5 separate regions of the Mus musculus genome follow, and all the other regions are linked to region 1. A link is a contact called in public Hi-C and promoter capture Hi-C data. All regions are on one chromosome and are shown on one strand. Each heading gives the region's core, a stretch centred on a gene start, on an enhancer-like site or on the middle of the called end of the contact. The rest is flanking DNA. Distances are from core to core; before and after follow the strand shown.

The links. Promoter capture Hi-C pulls out the DNA fragments that hold promoters and counts their contacts. Hi-C and Micro-C count contacts between places; a contact is called where the count stands out from the background. Capture Hi-C pulls out chosen DNA fragments and counts their contacts.
Region 2: a Hi-C map of CD8 T cells shows a contact between it and region 1, with 3 times the contacts expected there. The contact joins the promoter of Nrd1 here to the promoter of Czib in region 1. A contact is called at or near these places in 1 of 39 promoter capture datasets (pre-B cells) and 2 of 484 Hi-C or Micro-C datasets (CD4 T cells and CD8 T cells).
Region 3: a contact with region 1 is called in a promoter capture Hi-C map of liver, with 2.5 times the contacts expected there. The contact joins the promoter of Ttc4 here to the promoter of Czib in region 1. A contact is called at or near these places in 2 of 39 promoter capture datasets (erythroid cells and liver) and 1 of 484 Hi-C or Micro-C datasets (B cells).
Region 4: a promoter capture Hi-C map of adipose tissue shows a contact between it and region 1, with 2.8 times the contacts expected there. The contact joins the promoter of Osbpl9 here to the promoter of Czib in region 1. A contact is called at or near these places in 1 of 39 promoter capture datasets (pre-B cells) and 2 of 9 other capture datasets (adipose tissue and liver).
Region 5: a promoter capture Hi-C map of liver shows a contact between it and region 1, with 3 times the contacts expected there. The contact joins the promoter of Eps15 here to the promoter of Czib in region 1. A contact is called at or near these places in 1 of 39 promoter capture datasets (cranial neural crest), 2 of 484 Hi-C or Micro-C datasets (B cells and regulatory T cells) and 2 of 9 other capture datasets (adipose tissue and liver).

Annotation. Positions count from the first base shown.
Region 1 is chr4:107,888,417-107,891,116 of GRCm38.p6, forward strand. Czib (CXXC motif containing zinc binding protein) reads left to right here and starts at 1,410. Exons shown (of 8, transcript NM_001347160.1): 1 at 1,410-1,480; 2 at 1,703-1,786. The coding sequence starts at 1,475.
Region 2 is chr4:108,999,320-109,002,019 of GRCm38.p6, forward strand. It overlaps Nrd1 (nardilysin, N-arginine dibasic convertase, NRD convertase 1), which reads left to right and starts at 1,336. Exons shown (of 31, transcript NM_146150.3): 1 at 1,336-1,845. The coding sequence starts at 1,514.
Region 3 is chr4:106,677,500-106,680,199 of GRCm38.p6, forward strand. It overlaps Ttc4 (tetratricopeptide repeat domain 4), which reads right to left and starts at 1,445. Exons shown (of 10, transcript NM_028209.2): 1 at 1,254-1,445; 2 at 686-803. The coding sequence starts at 1,364.
Region 4 is chr4:109,200,838-109,203,537 of GRCm38.p6, forward strand. Osbpl9 (oxysterol binding protein-like 9) reads right to left here and starts at 1,435. Exons shown (of 24, transcript NM_001368727.1): 1 at 1,268-1,435. The coding sequence starts at 1,378. It overlaps Gm46867 (a long non-coding RNA gene), which reads left to right and starts at 1,356. Exons shown (of 3, transcript XR_001784406.1): 1 at 1,356-1,412.
Region 5 is chr4:109,278,925-109,281,624 of GRCm38.p6, forward strand. It overlaps Eps15 (epidermal growth factor receptor pathway substrate 15), which reads left to right and starts at 1,351. Exons shown (of 25, transcript NM_007943.3): 1 at 1,351-1,520. The coding sequence starts at 1,488. Gm40225 (a long non-coding RNA gene) reads right to left here and starts at 1,399. Exons shown (of 3, transcript XR_868003.2): 1 at 1,098-1,399.

The DNA of each region.
Region 1 (2,700 bases), core at 160-2,659:
GGTCTGAAGGGACACGAGCCTAAATACATATCCTTAGAGACATTCCATTCTGAGACAAGGTCCCAAGCATCCTCAAGACTTTTCATACTCCGTTAGGGATATCATTAATATGTGACATGTCAGGATGCCAGACTTCTGAGACACTTAAAGACCAGTCTGGTGGTGTCCAACAGGCAGGGGGATGGCTCAGCGGTTAAGAGAACTTGCTGCTGTAGTAGATGACCTCATTTCTGTTCCTAACATCCATAGGGTGGCTCTATCAGTGTGTCACAGAGTGTTGCGGCCGGCTCACATGTCTGGGTTCTAGCCTGGGAGGCATCTTGGAATCTGGAAGAGAAGAGGGAGCTAGGCGGCGGGAGAGAGAATGGAACCAAGACAACTAGTCTGCTCAAGGTTCAATTTTACTATTCCCAGGCACTGGTTTATGAAGAAGGGGAAGGAACCCATTCCCGCCAAATCATCCTTGGAGTCCAGTTTCAGGTGACAACTTGATTAACTCCGGAACTGCTAGGCGGCAGGCAGTAGCAGTGGGAGTGGTAGAACGATAAGGTGGCAGGCTCCAACCCCCCCCCCCATGCTCTCTTCGTGCTATCAGTGAAACCTGTTCAGCCAGGTTTCAGGCTGAGGGGGGGGAGGGTACAAGAGGGTTATTTATGGTGCCCTCTTTTAGCCTTGGTGGGAGCTGCATGCATGTGGAGCACATACATACTACCTGCCAAAACCAAAATAAAATTTAAAAAGACTGGGCCATAAAAGTGGGAGCCAAGCATGGTGACACACGCCTTTAATCCCAGCATTCGAGAGGCAGAGGCAGGTGGATCTCTTTTGAGTTCGAGGCCAGCCAGGTCTACAAAGCGAGTCTAGGAGAGCCAGGGCTATAATTACACAGAGAAACCCTGTCTCTAAAAAATAAAAATGGGGCATGTTTTCGAATGTTGGTGCTCCCAGCTCCTGCAGTGTCGGTTAAATATATGACTAAGGTGGGGGAAAGTCAGCTCTGTTCAGGCATAGCTACCACGAGGACATGGACACAGGGCAACCCTGTGGGAAAAGTCGCAGCATCAAATCGTGTACATCCAGTGGGCAGTTTAGAGGGCGACTACCCATCATCTGGGAGGCTGCAGCGTAATCTGAGCCTCAGGACCACAGGTAGTGAGAAGTCGGATAGAGAACCGAGAGCCTAGAGAGGTCTGGCAGAGGTTTCCAGCCCGACTATCTTGCCTGCTCAGTGAAGGCACAGATTGAGAATCAGGAACCATCTCTGGCATTTGCGTTTACATCGGTTCCAGCAAACCTACCGAAAACAGCCGAGCCCGGCAGGTTAAGGAGGGACAAGCTAGAAAACGCCAGCCTACAGTACCACTCACTAACGCCCCGCTCCCCGCCCACCCGCACTGAGGCTGCGCGGCGACGCCGGCCTTTTACGACGGGTCGGAAAGCAGCTGTCGCAGCGACTTAACGTGGACCGGCAGCTATGGGGGTAAGGAGAGGCTAGTCGCCATTGGGGCATCCCGTCTGGTAGTAGCCCAGTGAGAGATGGGTCCGAGGCGGCGAGGGGCTCAGAGTGGCGAGCTCAGAGCAGGAGAGAATGGAAGGCGTGAGGCTCGGGTGGCGGGGCTTGAGTCGGGAGGGGCGGGGTGGGGCGTGGCACGCAGCTGAGCGGACGAGGCCTTGCACTCAGCGTGTCCCGCCCTCTTCTCAGAAAATCGCACTGCAGCTCAAAGCCACGCTGGAGAACGTCACGAACCTTCGGCCAGTGGGCGAGGACTTCCGGTGGTACCTGAAGGTGCGACGGAAGGCGGGTTCCTCTAGGGAAGGGAGGAGCATCCGGAGGCAGTGGGGCATCTTAGGGCTCAGGGCCCAGCCTTGATCACAGTGTTGAACTGGGAGCTTTTCTAAAAGTTCCACCGGGTCTGAGGTGCTTAACCAGGCATCTAAGTGAGATCTTCAGGATGGAATTTTAGATTTTATTTTTATTGATTAAACGTTAGTCTTATGTAATCTAGGCTGGCCTTGCGCTCTTTATGTAGCGAGGGATGACTTTGAACTCCTGATCTTCTTACTAGGATTACAGATGTTCGGCCTCCTCACACGGTGGAGTTTTGTGGTTTTATCCCTCTTCTGTTCTGGCGGGTATATCTGAATTTGGGGCCTCACGCTAGCACTCTCCTGATGTGAAATCCTTCCAGCTCTTAGTTTATAAACATACACGGAACAAAATATCATTTGAAGGGACCCTGTGCTTACTTAATATAGTGAATAAACCCACCTTGTTTTATTTGCTGGCTTTACTTATTGGGAAAGTTGGCCACCCTTTGACCTCACACAGTGCTAGTAAACTGGGTAGGTACCCTGCCCTAGAGGCCCAAACAGTGTGACACCCTTCATCGTCCCAGGCTGTGCTTTATTCTCCTAGTCTATCTCAGTGCCTCACATACCCAACCAAAGCCATAACTGATCACTCTTATTCCGCCACCCCCGCCCCAGCACTAGACAAGTGCAACACCATCGCACCCACAGCTCCTATTTCAAAATGTTTGGAGCAGGAGTTCCAGGGCCCATCTGAAGAACTTTGACTTGAAGAAACACAGAATAACAAAGGAGAGAGAAACAGAAACAAAATGACAACCCGTTAACCCCAGACTCAGGACCCCTAAGCACAGAACCAACCAGCAGAGTTGCTGGGGGCTTGAGACAACC
Region 2 (2,700 bases), core at 86-2,585, 1.1 Mb after region 1:
ATCGACCTGCTTCTGCCTCCCAAGTGCTGGGATTAAAGGCATGCGTTACCACTGCCCGGAATCTTAATGCTTTCAAATACTTCTGCCCCAGTTCATGTATCCTCTTCAATACTTTGTCTTCCTACCCTGTTTTGTAGTCTTAGCATTTATTGTTTTTTTTTTTTAATGTATTATTTATGGTCAGTTTCTTCCCATAAGAAACTAAACTTCAAGCCAAGGATTTTTTGTTGTTTTTGAGACGGTCTTAGTAGGTAGACATGGCTGGCTTGGAACTGCTTTGTAAACCAGGCTGGCCCTGAACTTAAAGAGATTCACCTGCCTCTGTCTCCCTGAGTGCTTGAGATTCAAGGTGTGGACTACCACACCGGCAACGATTTGTTTTGTGTATGGCTTTATCTTCAGCCACACAAAGGTTCAGAGGCAGGAAAGACAACCACTAATGTATCTATCGGCTTAAAGTCTTTTTGTTGTTGTTGTTGTTTACTCATATTCATTTCGTTTATCTCTTCCATGTGGTATGATCTCATTCAATGGTGTCTATCAGCTTTTTATTGTTATCTGGTCAACTGCTTTTTATTTTATATTGTGTCTGTTCCAGTCGCTGCAAAAGCATTGGCAAAAACAAAAACAAAAAGCTTGGGAAAGTTACTTGAGGTTAGTAGCCTAACATGTTCTTGCTTTTCAGTAAAAGTTGGCCAAACTTAAAGGTAGGCTGAGGACTACTCCAGGGTGTGGAAGCTTAAAAAAATAAACAATTCGCATACAAGAGTGAGCATATTGAAACAGATCTGGAGCGTGAAAAGCACCAATGGTTTGGCAGCCTACAGGATGGAAAGATGCAATTGTTATTTCCGGTGCTTAGTGACCCACAAGCACTGCATCCATCTCGGGATAGGGTGGGAAAAGACTTCCGGTGCTCTGCTCTTTTAAAAAAGAGACCCGCTGAGTCACTCTAAGAATAGAGTGCAAAAAATACACCGCAAGTGGGTGAAGAAGATCAGCATCCACTATCGCGACTCACTTCTGTGTTTTCTCGCTGGGGAATATTTTCTCAGACACGGAGCGCTACGCGGTTTTCCTAAAAACAGCTACGGACGCACGTCACAATCGCAGCAAGACTTCTCCCATCATCCTCCGCCTCTTTTCCTTCGCCCCGCCCACGTCAGGTTTCGAAATGCTCTCTGGGTGCGCCAGGAACCCGGCCTATTTCTATTGGTCTCTCGCTTCCCCTACTCCCATTGGCTGTTTCTGCAAACGTGACGGCCGTTGTGCGTTGTGATTGGCTAGAGTCCATAGCGTCATCGGCTGTCAGGAGGGTGGGATGAAGAAAGTCGGTGTGAGCGAGGCCGGGTTGGAGGAGGGGTTCAGGCCTGTCCTCCCCAGCGGCTGGGGCAGCAACAACGCCGGCCGCCGCCGTCGCCCCTGGGACGCGGAGGAGGAGGAGTGGCTGGAGGTGTAGGAGGAGGAGGTGGGCCTGGGGAGCGGGATGTCCAGCGCTACGACTTGCTGGTGAATGCTGAGGAGAGTCGCGGTTGCTGCAGTCTGTGTCACCGGGAGGAAGTTGCGGTGTGAGGCCGGGCGGGAGCTCACGGCTCTGGGGCGAATCGAAGCACGGGGTCTGTGCGAAGAATCATCGAAACCCTTTCCTACGCTGACCATGCCTGGAAGAAACAAGGCGAAGTCCACCTGCAGTTGCCCGGACCTGCAGCCCAATGGACAGGACTTGGGCGAGAGCGGCCGGCTTGCTCGTCTAGGAGCGGATGAATCTGAGGAGGAGGGACGGTCTTTCAGTAATGTCGGGGACCCTGAGATCATCAAGTCTCCCAGCGATCCCAAGCAGTACCGGTGAGGGAGGAGGCTCGGACTGGGGAGAACAGGGTGCGGGCTTCGGTTGGTGCTGTAGTGACTTCTGGTCTCCATGTCTCCCGGAGAAGCAACAGGGTGTTACTACTTCCCATCCCAAATGTGTGTTTGGGTGAGGCGGCCAGGGCAATTTGGAGTAGACGAGGCTGGCCTTTAACTCAGAGATCTGCTTGCCTCTGCCTCTCAAATGCTGGGATTAAAGGTATCCGCCGCCACTGCCCGGCTATTTTTGACTTATATTAAAGCAAGAATTAAGGTTTCCATGAGGAAGACAGGATGGATGGTAAAGGGGAGGAGGGTTGGTAAGGAAAGCTTGACAGTTAGTGATTCTGAATTTTGGCGGAGAGGATATTTGAGATGTGTGTGTGTGTGTGTGTGTGTGTGTGTGTGTGTGTGTGTTATTTTTGTTCAGTCTCAATCCAAAGGTGTATGAGTAAAGAGAGGTAAAACAGAGTGAAAATTACGAAAAGGATGCTGTGGTTTTAATAAAAGAACTTTACATCACCCTTTTCGTAATTATCACTCCTGTTTACCTCTCTTAGCTAGCCTGAGATGGAGTGGCTTGTAACCATGGGTAGCTAGCCACAACTAGAATGGCTTAGCTAGATGACTTCTTCCAAAACGTATTAGAGATATCTTGGGCCTCAGTTGTATGAATGGTAGGCGTGTAAGATCCCATTTTATACAATGTTTCAATCATGTGTAATGAATGAATGAATGGTGACTCAATCCCCCACCTGAATAAACTTAAGAGTTACTTTGTTTCATAAAATATCTTGTATTTGAAATAGTTTCTATTATCTTACAGCTTAGTTTTCCTGGTTGAAGACGTTGAAA
Region 3 (2,700 bases), core at 195-2,694, 1.2 Mb before region 1:
CTTGCCTGCTTGCCTGCCTGCCTGCCTGCCTGCCTGCCTGCCTGGGGTCAAAGGCATGCATGGCCACCATCCAGCTATAAGTGCTGTTTTAAAAAGGGGAATTAAAGATGGTCTAGAGAAATGGCTAAACAGGTAAAGGCACTGGCCCCTAAGCTTGACAACCTGAGCTTGACCTGAGGAACATGTGAAATGGTAAGAAAGAATCCACCTCACAAGGCTAGCCACTGATCTCTGTAAGTATGTACACACGTATACACACACACAAACAGTTTTACGAAGGGGGGATATAGCTCACTTACCCAGCATATGTGAGATTCTGGGTTCAATTTCCAGATACACATACACACACACACATTTATCTCAGTTTTTGAAGGACTTTAATTTCTATTGAGAAAATTACACTGCTCCTTTTCTTACATTGTGTCATTCACTGAAAAGCAATCCCCCTCCTCTCTCTGGTACTACAGTAGTGGTGGACCTCGTGGCACTCATCACACACCCTTCCTGATTTGTTAGGGCAATCAGGCTTTTCATCCAAGTCAGGCCTCTGGGGCTTGGAACTGTACACATTTACTTAGAAGGCATCCAAAGGAGAATGTGTGGAGTCAACACTGACATGTTAGCCATAATACTTTCGCTCAACTCAACAAGGACACAAAAGAAGTGCTGGGTGACAGTAAGATACCTTCTGGATATCGATCATCATCAAAAATCATCGACTGGAGGCAGGCCAAGTCAGGAAACTCCTCGGGGTCAATTTCTGATGGCGCTTTTTTCATAAATAGGGGAATCTTGTCAAATTCCTAGAATTTAAAAGAACAATTAGCGTTGTCTACTGATTAGATCCAATCCCAGGACACGACATCATAAAGTTTTTTCCTCGCTGAGCATGATATGCAAATCCTAAGGATTGGCTGGAGCTAGACATCCAGTTTCTCAGGTGTTAAATGTGGGATCCTGATTTCCAACGCTCTCCATGGGTGGTAGCAATCACCTTCAACTAGGCGCTGTCGCGTTCCTGACCACCTTCACCATCTCCTTTCAAGTTTACCCTAACCTGGGTGCTGCAGTAAAACAACTAAGGGACCCCTGGTAGTAGAGCCTGGTGGTGGTGTGTGACAGGACTGCCTGCAAAACCCCCGTGGTCTTAAACGCAGTCAACTTATACGCAAAACCTCGAGGCGGACGGTTTCTACCAGTGACCAAGCCTCGAGGACCAAGCTCCTACCCCAGAAGCCCCCGGCGCCGCCCACCTCCTCCCACTGATCCTCGCGGAAGCCGCCGCGGTAAGGCTGGCTCTGAAACTTTTCCAGGAACGCGTCCATGGAAGCGTCCTCTGTAGGCTCAGGCTCAGAACTCTCCATGGCAGCTCGCAACTTCGGCGCTTCAGTCCCGGGACCAAGAAACGCGCCGCTCCTTCCGGCGGCAGGGATGCCCTTCCTTTTGCAGTCCGGGCTGCGCGAGGCTATGCCTCTCGGGTTCCGCCGGCCTGGGGGCGTGGCCTGCCTGGAGGTGTGGCCTGACTCCGCGCTTTCCCTCTCGCCCAGCCCCACCCATCCATTGCAGAGTTTGCCTGGCCTCTAGTCTCCTCGCTTTGGGGCGTGGTTAGGTTAACTCCCTTTTGTATCTAAACTCTTCATCTCCACTCTCCAACCCTGATGCTTTTATGTCTTTTCTATAAATGTTCTCAAAAGATGACTTCGTAGCCAGGCCACATGATATTTGTCTGTAATCCTAGCACTTAGGTTTAATAGGAGAACCATAAGTTCAAGACCAGTCTAGACTATATAGCAAGACCCTATTTCAAACAAAACAAAACTTTTGAGCATACAAATACTTTTTTTTTCTTCACGCAGCACAAGGTTTGAGGTCCCCATACACCCCTACAACCTATAACTACATGTGAAACTCCATGTGGCTTACCCTACAAGGATGGGTGCCCAGCCTGCCTGCTCACCTCATGGATACTACAACAACAGAGGTCTTCACAGATACCCCCATAGGCCCATGGGAAAATTACCCCGAGATGTATGCCCACAGGTAGAATCCTTGGGCTGTGATTATTGACACATTCACCACTACTGACTAGTAACAGGTTCTTGTTCAGTACAGCTGCATTGATCTTTCGCCCCACCAGCCTTGCCCCGGGGTCCCTACATCCCACGAAGAGTTTTCTGAAGTTGACATCTGCTCATATATCTCTCTTCTCAGCACCCCCACCATGCCTCCCCACTGCCCCTACCTCCTCAGCAGTCTCCATGGCCTTAGGACCTGGCCCTTGCATCTCTCCTCTTTTTCCAGGTTCCCTCTCACTGGGACTTTGAAGAGGGTCCCATGTACCTGAGGGTACCTTTGCACCCACAGATGACCAGATGTGGTCATCTTTCCAAACCTCCTTGAGAAGTCTCTTGTCTGGCAAGTCATTCCAGCGGACACACACAACCTCTGGATACCACAGTCCCCATGCTTCCCGCTGAGCTCATCTCTGAAAAATTTCAACCCGGGAACCATTTGGATGTGGGGGCTGTCCTGCCTGTAATGTCCTGTAAGGCATTTAACAGTGTGCCTGACACCCGCTCTTTACCCAACAGCTGTTAGTAACATTGACACTGTCAGGTGGCAACACCAAATATGTCTCTGGATATTTTTGCATTAGTGTTAGGCAAACCGGATGACGAGTCAAGGGTGAGACTCGGCGAC
Region 4 (2,700 bases), core at 185-2,684, 1.3 Mb after region 1:
TGCCTAACAGCATGTACTTTTCTACTTCCTGTAGCAAAAGAGAAATTTAATGGGAAGCCTGACTCCACCACTTACAGCTGTGTATGTGATCTTGAGCTAATTACTTAAAAGCCTGGAGTCTCAGATTCCAAAACTGTAAAATGGGAGCATTAAATGGGAATAATGAATACCTACCTTGCAAATTTATTAAGAGTAAATGAATTAAGGTGCCCACTAGACTACACTAAAAGCTCGAGAAGAGAGGCAGCGTCTACACAGCTGTCGATTCTTGCTGGAATGAAGACCCGCAGGACAGGAACTCAATGATATTTTTAAATGAATGAATAACTATGTGTCCCTACTTCCCTCATCCACACTAACTCTTCTCCCATAATCGTATTTCTTCGTTTTTCTTCTATCATTTTCTAAAGCCTTCAAGACATTCTATATTTTGTCCTTCTGGGTGCTTTTCTTCTTCTCACGGGCTATTATTAACAATACAGCTCAAAGAAAGTGGCCCCGTTAGTAATTTCTCCAACACCGCCCACCTTCCATTTCTAATGCGAAGGAGGTGGAAGAGGCGGTCAGAACATAGGCTCCACAGCATTTCATCTACCTACCCTGGGCCACTAACTCGCGTCAACAACAGCGAAGTCGGTCCTCTCCAGAACACAACTTTCAGGGCAACTGCACCATCTCTTTCTACATCTCCGCAACCAGAAGACTCGCGCAGAGGGAATCCTCTGCTCTCAAAAGTTACGGAGTCCGTTACACTCGTGCCCCGCTGGAAAGAGGGGTGCATCCCCACAGTAGGACAGCCTTGCTGGACAGACTGATGGGATTTCAGAGCCCACGGTGTGGACGCGGGTCACCTTTGGACCTGGCCAGGTTCCTCTGACCACTGCTCCGAGAAGGCAGCGCTCTTCGAGCCCTGGAGGGAAGCTAAGGGGTGCGGCCAGTGCCCGGGCTGGGGACAGGAGAGACGCACAGTGTGGACAGCTAGGCTGACCTGCCACACCGGGACTACGCCCACCCGTACCTCGTCTCAGCGCAGACCCTACCTAGTCACAGAACCACTCCCTGAGACACCCGGCTCGCCCCCGGCCCATAAATCAGCCGGCCGGCGCTGCTCACTGGCTGGGTCCGCATCTCCCTTCTGGTCATTGGCTACCCGCACGCAAAGCCCTCCTCCACAAGGGAACCTCGCGTACGGCGGTCTCTCAGCGGAGCACCCCCGCCCCGGCTCCGCGTAGCTCGCCGTCCCAGCAGCGCGGCCTCAGCCACTCACCGTGTAGTAGGAGAGCAGCCCTGCATTGTAGTCCAGCACGAACCAACGATACTGCCATCCCTTCATCACGTTAGTCCATTTGCTCAGCGGCCCTTCCACGATGGACGCCATCTTGGGAGCCGCCAATGACAACAAACGGCCTGACGTCAGTCGCCTATATGGCATTCGGCATGCAGGGGGCGGGGTCTCCGAGAGCCTAGGCGGGACCAGGGCGTGAGTGGGCGGGGCCAGGTGCGGCTCCTCTGTGCAGCTGGTGGACCCACGCCCCTGGCAATCCTAGTCAAGCATGCTTTGTTTCTTTCTCTCTTCGCCTATTGTGTATAGGGCGGGCTGTTATGGAGGCAGAAAACTGAGAAAGCGAGCGTGAATATTTAGATTATTTATCCAAAACAGGCGTGAAGGTGGATACCTGTAATCCCAGCACTTGGGAGACCAGAGGATCGGTAGTTCAAAGCCAGACTCAGCTAAGTAAGACTGACAAAAAAAAGAAAAGAAAAAAAGGAGAGAAGGAGAAAAGGGGAGTGGGGGGACAGAGAGACGGAGGGGAGGGGGGTTTAGAGGTGGGTGTAAGGGAGGGAGGGAGAGACAGACAGACAGAGAGAATAAGAGAAAAACATCTTCAAGAGGATCTGGAGGGTAGGGGAGCACACAACTGCCTGTAACTCCAGGCCATCAGAACTGAGGGTACCAGCACTTAGGAGCAAATATTCCCACCCCACTCAGACATACTCACTAAAGTACATATAACTAAAACTAAATTTTTTTTTTGTAAGTTCAAGATAATCCTTGACTACATAATGAGTTTGAGAGTAGTGGGTGCTACATAAAACTTTTTTTTAAATTGTAACATAAGTTTTGTTGGGTTTTTTGTTTTTTTTTTTTTTTTTTTTTTTTTTTGGAGACAGAGTCTCTTTTGCAGCCTTGGCTGTTCTGGTATTTGCTATATATAGGTAGACCAGGCTGTCCTCTAACTCACAGAGATCTGTCTGCTTCTGGGCTTGGGTTAAAGGTGAGAGCCACCACACCTGGCCAAAGAATTCTATATTTAAGAACCTAGTGATTGGGAAAGCTGGAGAGATGGCTCATCATCGGGTAAGCACTGACTGCTCTTGCAGAGGTCCTGAGTTCAATTCCCAGCAACCACAGGGTGGCTCACAACCATTTGTAATGAGATCTGATTCCCTCTTCTGGTGTGTCTGAAGACCAACTGTGTACTCACATACATAAAATAAATAAATAAATCTAGAAAAAGAAGGGGAAGAAGAACCCAGTGATCCTCTTTTGGCCTCCCTGGCCCCAGACATGTATGTAGTACACAGATATGCATGCAGGCAAAAAGAACTCATATACTTCTTGTTTTGTTTTGTTGTTTTACTGTAGAGAAAAATCTAGGGCTTTGTGCATGCCAGGAGAACATTCTACCCCTGCTATAT
Region 5 (2,700 bases), core at 101-2,600, 1.4 Mb after region 1:
ACTGGTGAGCTGAGGGGGGTGGTTAGACTTATGTAAACAGGTCATTAGGAGGTTGTTGCCCTCTTCTAGTAAAGTCAACAAAAGAGTATGAACACTAGTTTGGAGAGACAATACTCTGTCAAGAGGTGGCATTTATGACAAAAAGGAATTTGAGAGGAACCGGGCACTGGTGGCACATTCCTTTAATCTCAGCACTTGGGAGGCTGAGGCAGGCAGATTTCTGAGTTCAAGGCCAGCCTGGTCTACAGAGTGAGTTCCAGGACAGCCAGAGCTATACAGAGAAACCCTGTCTCAAAAAACCAAAACCAAAACCAACCAACCAACCAGACAAAAAAAAAAAAAAGAATTTGAGATGGGACTTTATGCACTCACTGTACCTCTGAACTCCACTGTGGCCCTACACCTGCTTTTTTTTTTTTTTTTTTTTTTTTTTTTTAAATTAAACAGTCTAGGCAGGACAGGGAGCAGGCAAGGCAAGCAGTTCCTTCTTGCTCCCAAGATTTTTACTTTAGAAGGATTTACATGCCTTCTTAATGTGATAGCAGGTAGAAAGATTTGTAATCCAGCTTTCTAGTTAGTTTTTAAACTTCGGGTAAGAGAGTTGTTTTGTTTTGTTTTGTTTTTTCTTTTCGGGGAGGCCCTTTTCTTTTTATTTCAGTCAGGGCCTTACTATGTGTCCTTGAACTCACTATGTAGAGCAGGCTGGCATGGAACTCTCAGAGATTAAAGGTATGTGCCACCATGCCTGGCTGGCTTTCACCATCCTCATTTGTATAACTTCTTTCTGTTTCAAATCCCCTATTCACACAATTTTTTAAAAAAGTATTTAGGCCTGGAGTAGTGGTACATCTCCTTAATCCCAGCACTCTGGAGGCAGAGGGAAGTGGATCTCTGTGAGTTTGAGGCCAGCCTGATCTATACAGTGAGCTTCGGGATAGCCATGGCTACACAGAGAGAGACCTTGTTTTAAACAAACAGCAAACAAACAAAAGCATTTAGTGCAGAATCACACACAATCAGAATTATTTAATGTTATTACTACTAAACCGCTCCTGTCATTACTTAGTACCATTACTTTTTTAGTTCCCACAACCCACCTGGACATGGTTCTAATTTCTCCCCGCACTTTACAGAAAACAGCAGCCCAGGAAGAAGGATGGTGGGTGACCTGCCTAAACTCAGGTCTCTGTGGCGCCGCCTCCGCTGACCGTCCACCCCAGAGCCCTATCCGCACCGGGTTTTCCAGGGAGGCCGGGGTCAGGGCCTGGTTCCGCGGCTCAGACTCCCGCTCCGGGCTTTGCGCGCCGCCACGGCCTGTGAGGCCGGCGGGGCGGGGCGGGGCGGGGCGGCGTGAGGAGGGAAGTTGTCGAAGTTCGGGGAGACGCCCGGCCGCCGGCCTCGCCTACGGCCTGTCCCTCCGCCTCCTTCCCGCCCCGGGCCCCCGTCCGTCCGTCCTTCCTTCCCCTCCCGTGCATGATGGAAACACCATGGCTGCGGCAGCCCAGCTCTCCCTGACACAGGTAACGCCGCCCGCCGGTCGGCCCGGCTCGACCCGCCGGGGTTCCCCGGCCCTCCCTCCCCCCCTCCACCGCTCTGGGGCGCTGGCGCGGCGGCTGCCCTCGGGCCGCACGGTGGGAGCGCGTGTGAGGAGTGCGGGCGCCATCCCGAGTCGGAGCGGGAGCGGCGAGCCGGGGCCGCCGCACCCCCGCCCCGGGTCGCCGGGCTCTCGGCTCCGCCCCGCGCGGCTCCCACCCGGCCGCCGCCCCCGCCGCGGGTCTCCGCGCCGCTCTCCTCCAGGTCCCGTCGGCGCTCACCTTCTCGGCAAGTTTCTCCTCCGGGCCTGACGGCCGCCAGGTGAGCTCCGGTGGGGCTCACGCTAGACAGCGGCCGCGGGCGATGCGAGGCTCGACTTCGGCGGGGCAGGGTTCCCTCAGCTTCGCTCTGCTCCGGTCCGCGGGAGCGACGACTGCCGAGTTCCCCTCAGTTCCCTCAAGTCAGCCTGGCTTCCAGAAGTCGCATCCTGTCCGGGCACTTGACCCACTCACTTCTGCTCAGATCCCCTTGCAGACTTTCCCACCCGCGAGGGCGCCGTCTCTGATCGTCGTCCGAGGGGTCATGGTGCCAGCCTTCTGCAGGTGGGGCGCCTCTTTCCTCCCTGGTGCCCGGAACCACCGGGGAGATAACTTTGTCCTGGGACGATCTCGACCAAAAGCTGTTCTCGGAGTCTGTTCTCGGAGTCTCGCCTCTTTATCATCATCATCATTATTAAAATGTTCTCTTCCTTCAGAGCCCCATCCTCGAGGGATACATCTAAACATCACTCACTTAGGAGAACCTGAGTTCTCCGTTTCTGTAAAACCAAGCGTAGTCATCTCAAGACACCCAGGAGGGATGAGGTACCAAACACCTGCCAGTCCCTTTCATCTTCACTGCCCAGAAGTTTGCCTTCTCCATAGCTGGGGGCTGTGTACTCCCTGGTATAAGCCCACCTCAGCCTATCAGCCTGCCCTGTGATAGCTCCCTGCCATCTTGTCTCCTTGGCCTAGATTTGCCTGTACTTATAAGGTAGGGCATGTGTTTGGGTAATAGATTATTTCTATGTTATGATAAAGAGGTTTTGAGGTGTTTCTTTCCAAGAACTTGGAGATAAAAAAGTATTTTCCCCAGGAGCCAGGGTGGAAATTTTATTTACTTATTTAT